2 separate regions of the Rattus norvegicus genome follow, and region 2 is linked to region 1. Evidence: chromatin contacts called from public Hi-C data. All regions are on one chromosome and are shown on one strand. Each heading gives the region's core, a stretch centred on a gene start, on an enhancer-like site or on the middle of the called end of the contact. The rest is flanking DNA. Distances are from core to core; before and after follow the strand shown. Region 1 holds the start of Cdc42se2 (CDC42 small effector 2). Region 2 has its middle 23 kb from the start of Lyrm7.

What was found. Hi-C and Micro-C count contacts between places; a contact is called where the count stands out from the background.
Region 2: a Hi-C map of frontal cortex shows a contact between it and region 1, with 2.5 times the contacts expected there. The contact joins the enhancer-like site here to the promoter of Cdc42se2 in region 1. A contact is called at or near these places in 3 of 12 Hi-C or Micro-C datasets (the A7r5 cell line, frontal cortex and prefrontal cortex).

What each region holds. Positions count from the first base shown.
Region 1 is chr10:39,404,310-39,407,036 of GRCr8, reverse strand. It overlaps Cdc42se2 (CDC42 small effector 2), which reads left to right and starts at 1,265. Exons shown (of 6, transcript NM_001126089.2): 1 at 1,265-1,351.
Region 2 is chr10:39,459,855-39,462,554 of GRCr8, reverse strand. No RefSeq gene overlaps it. Among named protein-coding and RNA genes, the nearest start is that of Lyrm7, 23 kb to the left of the region's middle. Within about 2 kb of position 1,269, at least 25 of the 93 cell types and tissues checked have an H3K27ac peak or open chromatin away from gene starts, as enhancers often do.

The DNA.
Region 1 (2,727 bases), core at 16-2,515:
AGACATTAAAGAATGTCCTAGTCCCTGAGTGCAGTCTGGACTTTGCAAGCATCAGTGAGGTTGGGGATGAATTCTGAGACCTACAGGGGAAAATAAAAAATCTCAGGGACTTTGTCAGCCATTGTAAAGATCTTATCTTCTACAGTAACTGGAACACTGGTGGATTTTGATCAGATGAGACATGAGCTGACTCTCTTTGTGGGAGGATATTTTCCCTGTTGTTTTGACAACACAGTTTGTTGATGGTGGTTAGGGAGGCCATTTAAGAAACCCACTGGAAGTACGACTGAGGCCACGGATGATAGAAACAATGTAGGTGAACAGTCTGATTTTATTTCGAATGAACCGTACCAATTACCCTTATGGACAGATGCAATATTGAGAATTGGAGGAACCAAGGAATACTCCAGTTTTGGGATTGAACTCCTAGAAAAAAGCCTACCAATCGTGATGGTCACGCAGCTCCCTGTCTGAGTATGTGCGGCTAGATTCCAGTGGAAAGACACCCATTTGTTCCTTGCTTCTGGGTAGGTAAAGTGTACAGCTAATGTAGTCGTAAGACAGAATGTGGTGGCTGAGTTAGGAGGACTGCTGTGAGATCCAGGTCAGCCAGGATTCTACTACAAAAGTCTTTAGGCATGTGACACTTGTCATCCCAGCACTCGGGAGATGGAGGCACAAGATCCAGACCACCCTTAGCTATATGGTGAGTTGGAGGCCAGTCTGGGCTACAAAAAGACCCTCTCTCAAACAATGACAAACCAAAACTAAAACCAAAACCGATCCCACAAGAAGTCACAGAGACACACCGGACACTTTTCAAATGCTAGGTGGATATTCTTGGCTCTCCAATGAGTCAGTGATTCTGATTCCTTAAAAGTAGCATGATCTAAGCGTTTGGACAAATAGTTTTCTTCGACTGCTACTGAGAGACATCTGGTGCTAGCCAGCTCTGCCTAGCAGCGCCCTCGCTTGCCCGGGCGCGTCTATGGCCGGATCCAGATAGCAAGGTGTTGTGGTGCGAGGCCCCGGCCTCCATCTTCCCCATCGCCCACCCAGCGGTCACTCTGTGCGCGCTTCGCATCCCCTAGGTCTCGCCACTCCCTCGATGGGCGGCGCTTCACAGCGACCAGCCCGCCTACTGGGAGAGAATGGGCGGGTCCCTGTAGCGGGGGAGTATCCGCGCAGCCGCACACACAGTTTGTGGCTCCGCCTCTGCGCGCCAGAGACTAGGCGGGAGGGCGGAGCCCGAAGCCGGGAGCGCAGCTGCTGGCGTGTGGAGATCCTAGGAGCTTCGGAGCCGGCGCTCGGAGCCGCGCGACTGGAGCAGGCGGCGGAGACAAAGGCGACGGTGAGTGTGGGAGAGGGCCCCGCGATGGCCCTGCCGCTCGAGGCGCCAAGTACAGAGCCGCGGCTCGGAAGGCTGAGGGCCCGGGCCTCTCCGCGCTGCGGACTTGGGCAGCGGACTGGGGCTGAGGGCTGAGGCTGCGGCGGCTCCATTTTCCAGTCTGGGCGAGGTCCTCACGCGAGGACCGGCAATGGTTCTCTTCATTCTCCGTGAGGCCAGTTTCCACTGTAGCTTGCACCTTCCCGATGGGGGAGGCGCTACGGACCCCTCCCCCAGTCAGCATCCCGGCCAGTCTGGACCGGCGCGGAGCGGCTGGACTCCGGGATTCCGACTCCCGCCCGGCCTCCCCGGGACCCCGGGACCCCGGGAAAGGAAGCCCGGCCACTGCTTTGCAGTCGCTCCGGCGACTCTTACAGGTTGTTGCACCGGGAGATCCCATCTACGGTGGTGAGCATTACTAACGGGTGTGGTAGGTAGCGGCTCACTGACGTCGCGTTTCGAGCTGAGGAGCAGCCCCATGCCGGTTGATTTCGGGCAACCCTGGGAATTCCGCGTTAGCAGCCGTGATTGCTGCTGCTGAGCTTTCCTGGAGGAGTTTGGTGGTGATGTGCAGAGCGCAGAACTGAAACATTCTGGGCCTGGGAGTACAGCTTAGTGGTGGGGAACTTGCCTTGAATGTAGGAGGCCCAGAGTGGTTCAGTTCCCCAGTACTCCCACCCGCCACAAAGAAAAAGAGAAAATTAAATGCTTTATCAAATGTCTTACCGCATAATACATGCTCAGTAAAATACTGATGTAATGAATGAATCTCAAAACACCACACGAAGCTATTCCTACTAGTAAGATTAGGCACATAGCTTCTTGACTCGGATAAAGGACTCTTGGAAAGAATGCTAGGCAAGTTTTTGACTCCCCCCTCCCATGTAAACTAGCGATAACTAGTCAGTCATTCTTGACAGTTTTGCAGGCAGTACCTTTGAGATGTGGAATTTTTGAGAGCAGTTGGGTTACAAATTTCTGTTTCTTAGCAGACCCGATTTCTCCTCTTCTTTGAAAATAATTGAGAAAGATGTTTGGGGTATATTTTGAGGTCTATCTTTCTATGTAGTAGGAGTAAAGAAGTGTATGTGCTTTTGAGGGGCTGTGGCATGGTCTTGAATCTATCTCTGTGAGTTAGGGAGCGTTCTGAACTTTGAGGGAGGGGACCTTGGTGGTTTAACGTCACTGTTTACCCAGCATACTCATTAGACACGTATTAAGTGCAGAGAGATTTTGAATGCTGTTTGTGGAAGGGAACAAAACTCCAAATGATTTCTCTCTTAAGCTTGAGCATGAAGTTCGTTCTGTGGTTTCCATGTAGCAAGTGAGAACCTCCTCAA
Region 2 (2,700 bases), core at 20-2,519, 56 kb before region 1:
TGCAGTTGCCTGTGGAGCTAGAGCTGTCAGACCTCCTGGAACTAAGAGTTATGCAAGATCAGAACCAGACTGAGTTGGGTTCTGGGAGCTGGAGTCAGGGCCTCTGGAAGAGGGAACAGTGTTTTCAACTGCTGAGCCATCTCTCCAGCATCTAGTTTTACTATCTTAAAGAAATGTAAGTGGGGCTTGACAAGTATTAATCGGGGCTGGGCATGATTATGTACTTGTTTTAATACCAGCACCCAGGAGGCAGAGGTAACCTGGTCTACATAGTGAGTTCCAGGACAGCCAGAGCTGTGTGGAGAGACCTCCATCTTAAACAAAACAAAATATTAAACGGGCCCGAGAGAGAAAAAAGTGTACTTCTCTTGCAAGTAGCAGAACTCAAGTTCTGCATGTCCCCAAACCCAGATCATAGTGACTGGCTCCAAGGGGTGTGACACCCTTCCCTCCATCCTCCAGGAACCTGTATTCACATGTGTGTGACTACACACACACACACACACACACACACACACACACACACAGTCAAAGACAAAAGCTAAGTATAAAATAACTCTAGGGGCTGGAGAGATGGCTCAGCGGTTAAGAGCACAGACTGCTCTTCCAGAGGTCCTGAGTTCAATTCCCAGCAACCACATGGTGGCTCACAACCATCTGTAATGAGATCCGATGCTCTTTTCTGGTGTATCTGAAGACAGCTACAGTGTACTTATATATAAAATAAATGAATAAATCTAAAAAAAAAAATAACTCTAGACCTAACACTGTTTTTGAGAATAAGAATAGAAGTTTAAAAATAGTTTTGAGACAGGGTCCCACATAGCTTCGGTTAGCCTCAAACTCACTATATTCCAAGGCCGACCTAAACCGTCTGATGCTTCTGCCTTCTTCCCATCCTGGGGCTGGGATTGCCGGTGTGCACCCTGTGCCTGCTTTAGGAGAAAACCAGCTCTTGCTGGTGATGGAGGAGTACTCTGTGGAGGCTTAAGCTTCTGGGCACACACAGCTGACATAGCTTTTTTTTTTTTCAACAGGAAAGAGAAAAAGACTCATGTTTTAGCTGGGGTTCCCAGGGAAAAAGATTCTGCGACAGAGGGTTGCTTGTGGGAGGTTTAAATTAGAGAGCTCGTGGGAAGCGAAGAGGACAAGATGGAGCAGAGCCTGGGGCTGAAATGGCATTCAGAGTCTGCTCACACTGAAACAGGAGATTGGGACTCCGCGTCCCGGCATCAAGGCCTGGCCTGCCTGGAGAGGGGCAGACTCAGGAAAGAGCAGTGCCAGTGAGCCTCAGTCCAACATTCCCTGCAGCTAAGGAGAGAGGGCTCCTGCAGGCCTCTGGGCCGTGCACAAGGAACACAAACCATGTTCACTGTCACCGCCTCAGCTTGCCAGAGGCGGCTGAGTATTTCTCCGAGGAGCAGCCAGTCTGTGAGGCAAGAAGCTGCGTACAAGCAGAAAGCCACGTGAATGAAAGCACCTTCCAGTCATTCGTCCAGCTAATATTTTTCTAGTTTGACTCACATGGAAAAAAGAAAAGTCCACTAAAGGGTGAGCAGGAGACAGGACTCTAGGCATGGTTATGTCACTGAAAATGGTGCGTTTGAGGAAATCATGAATGTGTTCCCCCTGGGGACTTCTGCTTATATCGCCTAGTGTGCGTGGAAGCCTGAGTCCTACTACCCCCAAGCACTTAGAACAGAACAAAACAAAAACAAAGCCGATGCTAGGCTGGTTAGAATTATTTTAAATTAAAAAAAAATTTGTTTTTGGGGGGGAGATGGTCACATTAACCTTCAGGAGTTGGTTCTCTCCTTCCATCACATGGGTCCGAAGCATTAAACTCAGGCTGTCAGACTTGGCAGCAAGCACCTTTACCCACTGAGCCATATCCCCAGCCCTAGTTGGAATTATTTTAATGAAGCCCACTGCAGCTAACTCTATAAAACAATGGGGCAGAGAAGGAATTGGGGACGCTGCTCACTTGACAGATAACCTGCCTAACATGCCTGAAGCCCAAGTTCCATCTCAAGCTCTGCAGAAACCAGGAGATCAGAGGTTCAAAAGTTCAAAGCCGGTCTGGGATTATGTGAAAGCCTGTTGCAAGAAATAGATTCAGTTAGCTTCTGAAGGGGGCTGGAGACAGCTCAGCGGTTAAGAGCACTGACTGCTCTTCCCGAGGCCCTGAGTTCAATTCCCAGCAACCATATGGTGGCTCACAACCATCTGCAATGGGATCTGATGCCCTCTTCTGGTGTGTCTGAAGGCAGCTACTGTGTACTCATATGAATAAAATAAATCTTAAAAAAAAAAAAAAGACAAGGGGCTTTATCTTAAAAACAAAATTAGCTTCTGAAGAACTATAGTGGGTCAAATTAGGGAAGCAGAGAAACACCGATTAGAAGCACGCAGGCACCCTCACTTCCTACTTAACTCGAGAGACCGACTGCTTTCCTGGCGATAACCTACCAGGCAAGGCTCGCTCAGCATGCCCAGAGGGGAAACGGTGAGAATTTGTTATTGTTGCAACAGCTGCTTTGCTGTTTGGCTTGTCGCTTACCTGCTTTGGTTTGGTTTTGGTTTTTGGTTTTTCAAGGCAGAGTTTCTCTGTGTAGCCCTCATTGTCCTGAAACTTACTCTGTAGACCAGGCTGGCCTTGAACTCACAGACATCTGTCTGCCGCTGCCTCCCCAGGGCTGG